Linked DNA regions of Mus musculus: region 2 is linked to region 1. Evidence: chromatin contacts called from public Hi-C data. All regions are on one chromosome and are shown on one strand. The core of a region is the stretch at or near the end of the contact, and the rest is flanking DNA. Distances in the headings are between cores, read along the strand shown. Region 1 holds the start of Coch (cochlin). Region 2 has its middle 84 kb from the start of Gm40422.

Region 1 (5,529 bases), core at 935-3,434:
CCCAAGTGGTCCCCACAACAACCTAGTTAGGAGCCAGCTGCTCTCTGGTTTTTGGTTTTGTTTGTTTGTTGATATTAAATGGTCTTTGTTAGAGCAAGATAACTAGCAATCCTGGACAATGCTCTGAAATATCACCGAACTGAATATAAATTTGTCTTTTCAGTCAAGAGCCAGATCTGCCTCTCCCTCTGGCTCTGAAGACCGGTCTCTAAAAGCACATATTTTTCCCTCCATATATTTATGGTGAACATGAAAAACAAACTAACTGAGGAAAAGAAATATCACCCGGACTCCTCCACCCTCCTTGGTTGGTCTTTCCAAAAGAATAAAAATAAATAAAGACTTAACTTCTCTTAAATGTTTCAAAACAAAATAATTAAAATGCCTGGGTAAACAGCCATGAAACTTAATGAGCTATTTCCTCCATTTCTTAAGTCACAGACTCAGGGTCTATCATGGAAATAGCTGCAGGAATTTGATTCTGCCAGATCATGGTGGACTGGCATCAGGGACTGTGCCCTGCAGGGACTCTTTCTCTGCCTTGCACCCCATTTGACCATGCTGCCTGAGTTGCTGCCTAGCAACTAATTATACAAGATCACGACAATTTCCCGGGCCTGACTGGAGGAACCTGTCCAACCCTGGCGTAGGACACACAAAGAACAATCATGAAAAGGACAGCTTTAATTGTCTTCATCTTCAATTTTTCTTCCAAGAAAACTATCAAGGATGGTTAGGTAGACTCCTGAGAAAATCACAATTCTCTCATGAAAGAGATCAAATCTTTCAAGCAGCCATGAAAAAGAAAAAGAAACACCGAGTACTTCCCAAATCACCGACCAAGCAATTTTGTCCCTTCTCAGAAGACAGCCAAGTGATAAAAGAAATGCCTGGTAAAACCACGGAGGCATTCTGTCAGCCCAGGCAAGGGCTGTTCAGCTGACGCACACTTCAGCATAGTCACACCTCCACATCATGCACTAGTGTAGGACTCCACGTACATAAATGTCCAAGTCTATAGGGAGAGGAAGTGGACTGCTGAGGTCATGTGGTGGAGAGGAAAGGGCGTGCCGGCTCTTCACCAGGAGGCATCATTTTGGATGTGATTGAATATTCTGAAATTGATCTACGGTGAGGATCATAAACTTTCTAGAAGTCACTGAATCCTGTCTTTTAAATGGATGGATTCTATGACATAAATTATAGCTGAATAAAGCTACATTTAAAACAGGTATTGTAACCAGGTGTGATTGGTCCATCCGTGGCACTGCGGAAGGCTGAGGCAGGATACAATGAATTCAAAGTCATCTTAGACTACCTTAAAACCATGGCTCAAAAAACCAAAATCAAAACAACAACAACAACAACAACAAAAACCTAAAGCAGGGGCTGTCCAGGTCTGAAATTCCTCTGCTACCTTGCAGGTCTGTCATGAACACGCCCTATGTGTTTTGTTCTTTCTCTATGCCCATCATGAAAAGTTGCTATAATTGAAATGCGGAGCACATACTACCACATCTAAAGTTCCATAGAATCACCAGATTTGAGACTAGAAACACAAACAAGGAATCTTTCCTAATCTGGAGAAAGAGGAAGAAAAAAAGAAATGTAACTATTGTCTGGAGGTTAGGAGCACTCTACAATGTACCTACTCTTTACAACAAATGACCCATCAGGGAAAACCGTTTTCCACCTGAAAATAAGTCCAGAGGCCGAGCCCCTAAGACAAGTTTTCCATAACATTTATCAAATGCTGCTTGGTTTTACTTTTAAAGTAGGCACTGTTCCCCACGGGGCGCGAAGCTGGGAAGTTTTGTTCTCAGAACCGGGTGGCTTGGCTGCTCTGCACCCTGCTGAGCCCCTCAATTCCCTCAAGGCGGCTCCTAAGACCGTCTCTGTCCAGTACCCTGCACGCCCTAAGTGTCCCTAGGCGTTTCCCCAAACGCGCTCCGACGCCTTTTCCCATCAAGTCCCCGGACACCACAGGCGACCTTCACGCCTCCCCAGAGAACCCCACACCGCAGGAAGAGGCGCCAGTCCGCTGGCCTCCCCCGGGGACCGTCGGGGGGGGGGGGCGAGGGAGGAGCTGGCCGGCCACCGCCCTACGGGGGCGGGAGGGGGAGGGCTGGGGACCGCTCCTAGCCCCTGCTGGCGCCCCCCGCACAGTGCTCATGCGCGCCGCCCGTCTTTATAGCGGCCACGGAGCCGCGCTTGCCGCACTCGGGTGTAGCCGGGCGGATCCCACGCAGGTGCGGGACCCGGGGAGGTGCATAGGGTCTGTGCCTCTGCCTGTGTGTCCTGGCGTACCCCACGCTGGTCCGAGGTGGCACAGCGCGTCTGGAGCTGCTCGAACTGCAGCGGTCGGGTTCTCCCGCCTTCGCCGGCTTCCGAGGAGCGCAGGGCCGTGCGGTCCCCGGCGAACCTCGTTCACGCCTCACTCTCCCGCAGGTCCACGGAGATCCTCGCCATGCCCTCGTCCAGGATCCCTGCTCTCTGCCTCGGTGGGTACACTCCCATCCCCTACCCCTCGCCCTCTCGCGCGGGCGGAGGCTGTAGCCACCTCGCTGTCCTCTCTCCGCAGGTGCGTGGCTGCTGCTGCTGCTGCTGCCCCGGTTCGCGCGCGCCGAGGGAGCGGGTGAGTTAGGTGCGGGAGGAGGGAGATGGGGAGGACAGGGTCAGTTCCCGCAGGCTAGGGACCTGCGTAGGGATGCGGGGCTGCAGAGGCGGAGACCCGCCCTCACCCATCTCCAGCGCAGCCCTCGGGCTTGCCTGTTTTTCCACGCCAGGGTCCCCGGGGTCCGTTTGTGCCTCCTTCCCGGGAGCACGCCACCTAGCCCCGGGACCATTCGTCCCGAGTTACTCCGTTGTTTTCCGGGCTGGGGACAACTGTTTGGTCCCAGCCCACAGAGGAGGGCTGCTCACATCCTGGTCCCACCTAATCCGATCACCTCGCTGTGCTGTGCGTTTGTGCTTGTAACCCCTTTGGAAAACAGCGTCGGCGGTTCCTATATCTATCTCCCTGGGAGCCTCAAAAGAGTTTGTTCCACGTGTAGAAGTCCGAGTGTGGTTCGGTGTCTTTTCTGCGATGTAAGAGAGTTTCGCTTCTAAAATCTTACGCTTGCTTTTCTTCAAAGTAGAAATGGTAAGTACCTTTTGCCCAACAAAGCAAGTGTTAGCAGCTCCGGACAATCTCGGTCCTGGATTCCAGAGTCGTTGTCGCCCCACTCCCACCTACCCCCACCCCCGTCGCTGAAAAGGGAAAAGATTTGGGTTATTTCATAGAGTTGCAAGGCTCCTATTTGAAGTTAGGATTTTAACCGAGCCTGAAGAATTGATATTGCACCTTGCGTCTTCCCTTTTCTTCCGTGGTCCAGGCAAGGATCCTTGGCAGAGGCAAATTACTCAACTTTTAAAACCATCCTTTCTTGCCTCGTGGGAGAGACTTTTTTTTTTTTTAAATTGGTCCGACTGACTGTAAGATTTAAGCATATTAGCAGTGCTTTCTTTTAAAAAAAAAAAGGGGGGGGGTGCTGCCTTCCATATTCCTTTGGACAGATCTGGAGGAGATACAATCAGATTCAAGTAGAGGACTAATTTCCTTGTGTCCTAGCCTTTGGGATTTGCGGCGTGCTCCGTAGGCTAATTAACTCTATGACTTTCATTTCCTCAATTGTAAAATATATGATCCAGGCACCTGTTAACTGGTTGGTTTATGTGAATGTGGGACTGTAAAGCCCTGACTGTATCAGGTAATGGGCCAGACAGCCCCCTGGGAAGGGTAGCTGAAGACGTTTGCATTTGTCTATGAAGACACTCCACAAAGGCTCAATACAGATGTACCGTCATCATAAATAACTGGAAAGAGTTCATCACAATTAAGATCTTTTTTTATTTCTAGGTCAAAGACTAATGCTATTTTCTCATTCTGATGCACTTTTTCAATTACATTTTCCAAATTGATGAAGAACTGGAAACAATGTCACATTAGATATCTGTAGTAACTTGGCCCTAGATTAAATTGGAAACCCCTTTGGGCTTGCTAATATCTAAAACGGTGTCAACATTTAAGTCGGTGTTTTGGCAGAAGTATAGAAATTGGGGGAATAAATAGAATCCCTGCAATACTTCCCCCGTAAAGCAGCCCAGGAGCTCTTACAGGACACACCCTTTCTCTTCAGTTCCCATTCCTGTCACCTGCTTTACCAGAGGCCTGGATATCCGAAAAGAGAAAGCAGATGTTCTCTGCCCAGGAGGCTGCTCTCTTGAGGAATTCTCTGTGTTTGGGAACATAGTGTATGCGTCAGTGTCCAGCATCTGCGGCGCTGCTGTCCATAGGTAAGCCGGAGCCCACGGGAAGGGCGTGGCGGTGCCAACTGGCACACGTGTGATTGTTTCCTTTCCAACTTAAGCTGTGTGGACCCCTCTCCTACCTGCTTGCTTCTTCTTGGTGCCAATTTTGGCCATAGTTTTGAGATTTTCGTGAGTATTCCTGCATGACCTAATGTGCAAGGGAAACTTTCTGACAATGAGCAGAGTACATTGTTTTTTGTTGTTTTGTTTGTTTGTTTGTGTGCGTGCGTGCTCACGGGCACCCATGTGCACCCATGGAGGACTGTTGAGAGGGTTTGAAGGTGGAATTACATGTGTTTGTGAATTACCTCACAGTGCTATGAACTGAACTTGGGGCTTCTGGAAGAGCAGCCAGCTCTCTTAAACACCGAGCCATTCCTCCAGCCCAGCATTAGTGCGCGATGGCCACATTTCTATAATTCTAAAATATTCCTCATCGTGTCATATATAGTAGGGTTTTTTATACTACACACCCTGTCGTTTTAACTTCCACCACAAGTCTTACAGTAGACACAGCCTTGTTCTGGTTTTCACATGAGACTGAACTCAGGGTTGTCAAATATCTTGCTGATGTCACTCTGGTAATCCAATACCATGCCATCCTACAGTAGAGGCAGGGTATGATTCTTTTTTTAAATACAGGTCAAGGGCACATGTGGTTAACTCTTTAAGAAATTTCATGCCTCTTTATTAAGTCTGAACCTCTGAAATGTAGGAAACAGGATATCAGTGTATTCTTATCACCCCTTTTAAAAAGTTTGACAATACAAAGTCATTTTCCCAGACATACTTGGTTCTGTGTAAGCAGGTCTTCAAGGGCCAGCAGCAAGCATCCTTAGGCAACTAACTTCGCCACCCAGCTGTTTTCTTGACCAATGTAAGCAACAGATGGCTATGTCTATTGGGTAGTGTCTCAGCTGTAATTCTTGCCTGGCAGGGGAGTGATTGGCACCTCAGGGGGACCTGTGCGTGTCTACAGCCTTCCTGGTCGAGAGAACTACTCCTCGGTAGATGCCAACGGCATCCAGTCTCAGATGCTTTCCCGATGGTCCGCGTCCTTCGCTGTGACCAGTAGGTACAAGTTCATTGTTTTCAGCCCTGTATAAACACCGCCTCCACTCTCCTCAAGAGGGTTCTCTGCTTTTCTTAGCCCCACCTTTTTCATTCTGTTGGTTAAGA
Region 2 (5,529 bases), core at 789-3,288, 99 kb before region 1:
CAGGGCAGTTGGAAAATGCGTAATCTACACACTTAGAGGCTATGGGGTGGGGTGGGGTAGGGTGGGGGGAACCTTTGAAGGTCAAACAAAGAGTGATCATTTATTTATTACCCTGTCAGAGTAATAAATTCTTACTAGGGTTCATGGTGGGGAAGCCAGCTCTATGGTGTAAGGTTCCAGGTTGGAGCTCCCTCAACAGTTCCTTTGTCACCCTGGACCAATATGGTCCCACAGAAAAGGATGTTAATTCTTCACAACTGAAGGCAAGTGGATCACCCTGTGCCAGCTAGGGTTAACTATTAACTTGCCAGAGTCTAGAGTCTCCCAAAAGATGAGCCCCTGGGCATACCTCTAAGAGGACTATTTAGATTTTGTTAATCAAGGTGGAAATACCTGCTATTGTTAGTAGCTTATTCACTGGCTGGGATCCTGGTCCAGACAGACAGACAGACAGACAGACAGACAGACAGAGAGCTTGCACTGAACAGCAGCAAGCAGTCATCCTCTGTCTGGTTTCTGATTGTGGATGGGATGCCACCAGCTGCTTCGAGCTCCTGCTGTCTTGACTTCTTGTCCATAATAAGCTAGACTAAATCCCTTTACCCTTAAGCTGTTTGTCAGAGTATTTTATCACAGCAAAGGGGAAACGATCAAACACACTCTTAATTAGTTTCCATTCACCACCACCAAGAAGAAAGCTTACATTCCTGGGAGAGAAGAGGAAGGTAGGGCTGAGGTGTTATCTATGACATTAAATGATTATGAATTTGTTTGAATAAAGCAAAGTTTGCGCAGTTTCAAGGACGAGAGTGTACTGGGAAGAGTTAGCGCTCCGGGGTCAGCTCTGTTGAAAATGTCAAAGTTTAACAAGGACACACAAGAGAGAAACCTTGAATAAATGCTGAGCCTTGTCCCTCTGACCTCAGAACAGAGAATAAGCTAGCTTGCCAGTTACAAGGCTTGGCAAGGAGAAATGGAATCCCCGGCATCTCTCTGTTCTTCCTCGGGGTGAGATGATGGCTGTCACTGTATATTCTGGTTAGCAGCGTTCCGTAGCCACGTGTCTCGGCATTAGTGAGCTAGGCGGCCCATTAGTGAGCTAGGCGGCCTCTCTACTCCTGGCAAGTCCCTAGTGTCATCCCCCATGGTCATGCACTAGCTTCATCATTATTAAATGCATTTGTATGTCTGTTTTTATTATTACAGTTGTTACCAGAAATTTTAAGGAGACTAGTCTTGGTCAACCATGTGTTACCACTGAAGCCGGAAACCCCCTGTCCCTTGCCACTTAGGGTTTTTAGTCCCATTAATAAAAGAATTTAGGAACAGTCTAGAAGGATGCTTGAAGACAATTTTATTAGATATTAAAGGAAAATCACAGATCGGGAAGCTCCGAATCTCAACAGGTGGTCAAACAGGAAGACTGCAGAGGAGGGGAGAGGGAAGCACGTCTCTGGGAGTTAGGCATGGAAGGCTTGCACAGAGCCATACGACAAAACGAAGCTACCTTCGCTTCAGGAAAGAGCAGAGAGGTTTGAGTACCGGAAAAACATATTTAGGTTCTGGTTAGCATCCAAGAGAAAGACTCAGAAAAGAAGGAAAAGTGATGTCTGTGGAGTGTGGCCAGACTCAGACAAGAGGAGCTGCTCATGTTCGCATAGCAGCTGACATGGAAATGGCCTTCAAGGTGAATATCCAGCCATGGACCGTTTCCACTGCGGCCCCGGGAGGGAGAAGGGAAACAGAACAACGTTCACCAAGTTAATTCAGTGAACTGACTAATGGTCACATACGGCAGCACAAGGGGTATACTGCAAATAACCCAACCCACTCGTCTCTAAAAGCAGCCAAACAGGGAAAGACAGGCACGCAGCAGCCATGGAGCGGTACGAGAACGGCGCTGAACGTAAGTTAGCGGAGAAGGTCCAATAGTACCTGAGCGGGCACCGCCGTGGGGTCTGGGCCTTAAAGTCCACCTCTTCCATTGCCTTTGCTGCGGCCTCTTTCAGGGCCCATACCTTACAGCGATACTTGAATCTGTTGCTAAATGGCGTTCCACACTCTGCCCACTTTCCATCTGGGAATCCTTTCGTGCGTCACCAGGCTTATTCACGTATAATTGAAATCTAACAAGGACTCCCCATCGAGAGTTCTCTACAGGCAGGCATTGCACTGAGTATTATTTTAGATGTATTCTTTCATTCTATTCTGTTTTCCCGATGTGAAAACGAAGTGACAGCTAAATAATCCGCTCAGTCTCAAAGCTCATAAAGTTAGTGGGAAGGTAACCGGCAGAGCCGGGATTCCAAGCCCGTCGTGTCTGAAGGCTGCTTTTGTCTTAACTATTACCATACATTGCTTCCCCTGTAAGGCAAAATTCTTACGTGTGCAGAAATGACTTAAACAGAAAAACAGGGTTATTAAAAAAAAAAAAAACTGACTGTGGTTCTGCTTCCACTTAAACCATAGAAAAGCACAAGAGAAGATTGTTCCCACCCTACAATATGGAAAGACTTAATAGTTCCGTTTATAAAATTTTAGCTTCTGTTGAGCCTATCAGATCACAAGGTCCCACTGAAGGCTGTGGGCAGATCACAAGCTCTAAGAAAAATCTCCGTCATCCTGGGCCGTTCACGGAGTTGCTGGTGTCCAACATGTGACATTTTGACATGATGCTGCCATCAACAAATGTGTTGGGCTGTACTCCTAGCCATCCAAGGATGCCTGGGACCCAGGCCACTCTCCAGGTCTGGAAAGTACCAGCAGCTGAACCCAGAGGCAACGTAGATACAAATAAACAAACTCCACTAAATTGCTGACCAGACTCACTCAGATCCTTGCAACATGAGTCTGATGGATGAAAAGTTAACACCTTGATTCCTTCAGTATCTTCTCAGTGTCTATCGTCCAAGGACAAGTTGTCCCATGGAAAGTGAAAACCAAAGCACAGTGTTCAAGCTAGGCATGGTGGTGCGTGCACTTGGGAGACAGAAGCAGGCAGATTTCTATGAGCTCAAGGCCAGTATAGTCTACATAGTAAGATCTAGGCCAGCCAGAGTTCCCGATTCTGACTCGACGACGATGATGATGATGACATAACAGAATCTGACTCATAAATGACTCTAGAAGGATGGAGGCCTAAACAGCTATAATCAATTTATTAAAAGAACTGTCAGGAACAGTAAATAGCGTCTACAAATGGAGAAGCCCAAAACATCAATAAAAATTAATTTTGATAACTCAGATAAGAAATCTGAAAATAAAATGTGGTATCAGAAATAAAATATTTTTGTTGAATTTATTAGCAGATTAAGCATAGTAGAGAAAAGATTCAGTTAACCTGAAGAACAGGTAAAGATAAATTATGTAAACTGAACCATAAGGAGAAAACACTGGGGAGAGAGGGGAGCACGGTAATGTAGGATTAACGGAATCACAGGGAGAGAGACAGGGCAGAAGAAGTGACGGAGAGTTATCAGCTAGAGTCTCTCCCAAGGTATTGAGCCACAGAAGGAGCTCAGAGACCCCAGATAGACTAAATTTAAACACACACACACACACACACACACACACACACACCCTTGTCCCTGAATACTAAAAATGCTAAAAATCAGTAATAAAGGGAAATTTCGGACAACAGACAAAGAAATCCAAAATGTTGTATAAGAAGAAGAACACAGTAAGCTTTTTGTCAAAAATAAGAAAGCCGTAAAGCAAGTGGTATTTAGTCAGAGAAATATAAAGGTTATAAAGAATTATGTCTTTCAAAAGTAATGATGGAATAAACCTTTTCCAGATAATCCATCGCCAGCATAGATAAACATCAGGAATACTAGAAGAGAGCTTTTAAGACAGATGACTGTCAGAGCAAATGGAAATTTTCTTTAAAAAAAAAAAAAAAAGAGTGATTGATTGATTGAATGTATATACGAGTACACTGTAGCTCTCTTCAGACACACCAGAAGAGGGCATCATATCCCATTACAGATGGTTGGGAGCCACCATGTGGTTGCTGGGAATTGAACTCAGGACCTCTGGAAGAGCAGCCAAAGCTCTTAACCGCTGAGCCATCTCTCCAGCCTCCTCAAATGGAAATTTTGTTATATACAGAGAACTGAAAAGTCCTCAGTGGTATATTTTAATACAGACTGAAATGCCGGGCCTAGCAGTGTGGGCCTGTAACCTCAGCACTCACCCATCAGTGAGCCCCGGCTTCAGTAGACATCCTGGGTCAAAGGAAAGTACACGAGAGTGACTGAAGACGCCCAAGCCCAAGGCTAACTTCTGGCCTCTGCACACACACACAAGTATGGGCACACATACATATACACAAAAACACACTCCACACATTAAAAAAGTAGAATTAAAAACTGGAGATGAACATTAATTTTTTTCTAATTTTTATACCTGTTAAATTATTGACTACTGTACTGGTTAGTTTTGTGTCAACTTGACACAGCTGGAGTTATCACAGAGAAAGGAGCTTCAGTTGAGGAAATGTCTCCATGAGATCCAACTGTAAGGCATTTCCTCAATTAGTGATCAAGTGGGGAGGGCCCCTTGTGGGTGGTGCCATCCCTGGGCTGGTAGTCTTGGTTCTATAAGAGAGCAGACTGAGCAAGCCAGGAGAAGCAAGCCAGTAAAGAACATCCCTCCATGGCCTCTGCATCAGCTCCTGCTTCCTGACCTGCTTGAGTTCCAGTCCTGACTCCCTTGGTGATGAACAGCAGTGTGGAAGTGTGAGCTGAATAAAGCCTTTCCTCCACAACTTGCTTCTTGGTCATGATGTTTGTGCAGGAATAGAAACCCTGACTAAGACAACTACTTAGAGTAAAAATCATAAGCATGATTGACACACATAGAAGTTACAAGTGGGGCACAGCATGATCTGGAAGATGAAGGCTCAGTGGACGAATGCCTGCTGCTCAAGCTTGTGATCCGTCTCCAGAACACACAAACAAGGTGGAACTGGAGCTGGAACCCCATCACTCCATCCCTGGGGAGTCTAGTGTAGCACATAGTCAGGGGGATTTCTGGGTTAGCTGGTCACTTTTGCCTAGCTCCAATAAAGAGACCCTGTCTCACCTTCACACAGGAATGGGTGATCATTCCACCTCCCAATACACACATTTATACCATACACATACTCATACATGTACACTCATGCATACACACTCGCACATATGCACACATACATGTTCATGCATACATGTTCACACACACACTCACTCATATACATGCTCACACATACTATCTGATCATCACTTGCAATCTCAGCTCTTGGGAGGTGGAGGCAGGAGAATTATGATTTGGAGGCCAGGCTGAGCTATACAACAAGATCCCCTAAAAAGATGCATTTGTTCATACCACATTCTTCAAAGTAGACAAATGTACAAACCTGTGTGGAGAACATAGCATGATCTCTTCCTGTCATGTGATGCAATAACATAGATGCCCAGAACACCAGCAACTACTGCATCTCACCAGAACACTCCATCCAGACAGTATCAGGCTAACATTTTCTCTAGT

The links. A called contact is a pair of places that touch in the nucleus more often than the background predicts.
Region 2: a contact with region 1 is called in a Hi-C map of cerebral cortex, with 2.1 times the contacts expected there. The contact joins the enhancer-like site here to the promoter of Coch in region 1. A contact is called at or near these places in 4 of 39 promoter capture datasets (the HPC-7 cell line, cranial neural crest, embryonic stem cells and 1 more), 3 of 484 Hi-C or Micro-C datasets (cerebral cortex and uterus), 3 of 115 datasets of contacts at active chromatin or transcription factors (embryonic stem cells and forebrain) and 2 of 9 other capture datasets (embryonic stem cells and pancreatic islet).

The regions. Positions count from the first base shown.
Region 1 is chr12:51,591,157-51,596,685 of GRCm38.p6, forward strand. It overlaps Coch (cochlin), which reads left to right and starts at 2,185. Exons shown (of 12, transcript NM_001198835.1): 1 at 2,185-2,249; 2 at 2,449-2,501; 3 at 2,582-2,635; 4 at 4,179-4,335; 5 at 5,288-5,421. The coding sequence starts at 2,468.
Region 2 is chr12:51,492,788-51,498,316 of GRCm38.p6, forward strand. No RefSeq gene overlaps it. Among named protein-coding and RNA genes, the nearest start is that of Gm40422, 84 kb to the left of the region's middle. Within about 2 kb of position 2,039, at least 6 of the 459 cell types and tissues checked have an H3K27ac peak or open chromatin away from gene starts, as enhancers often do. A contact at or near this core is called in cerebral cortex, where this site is marked.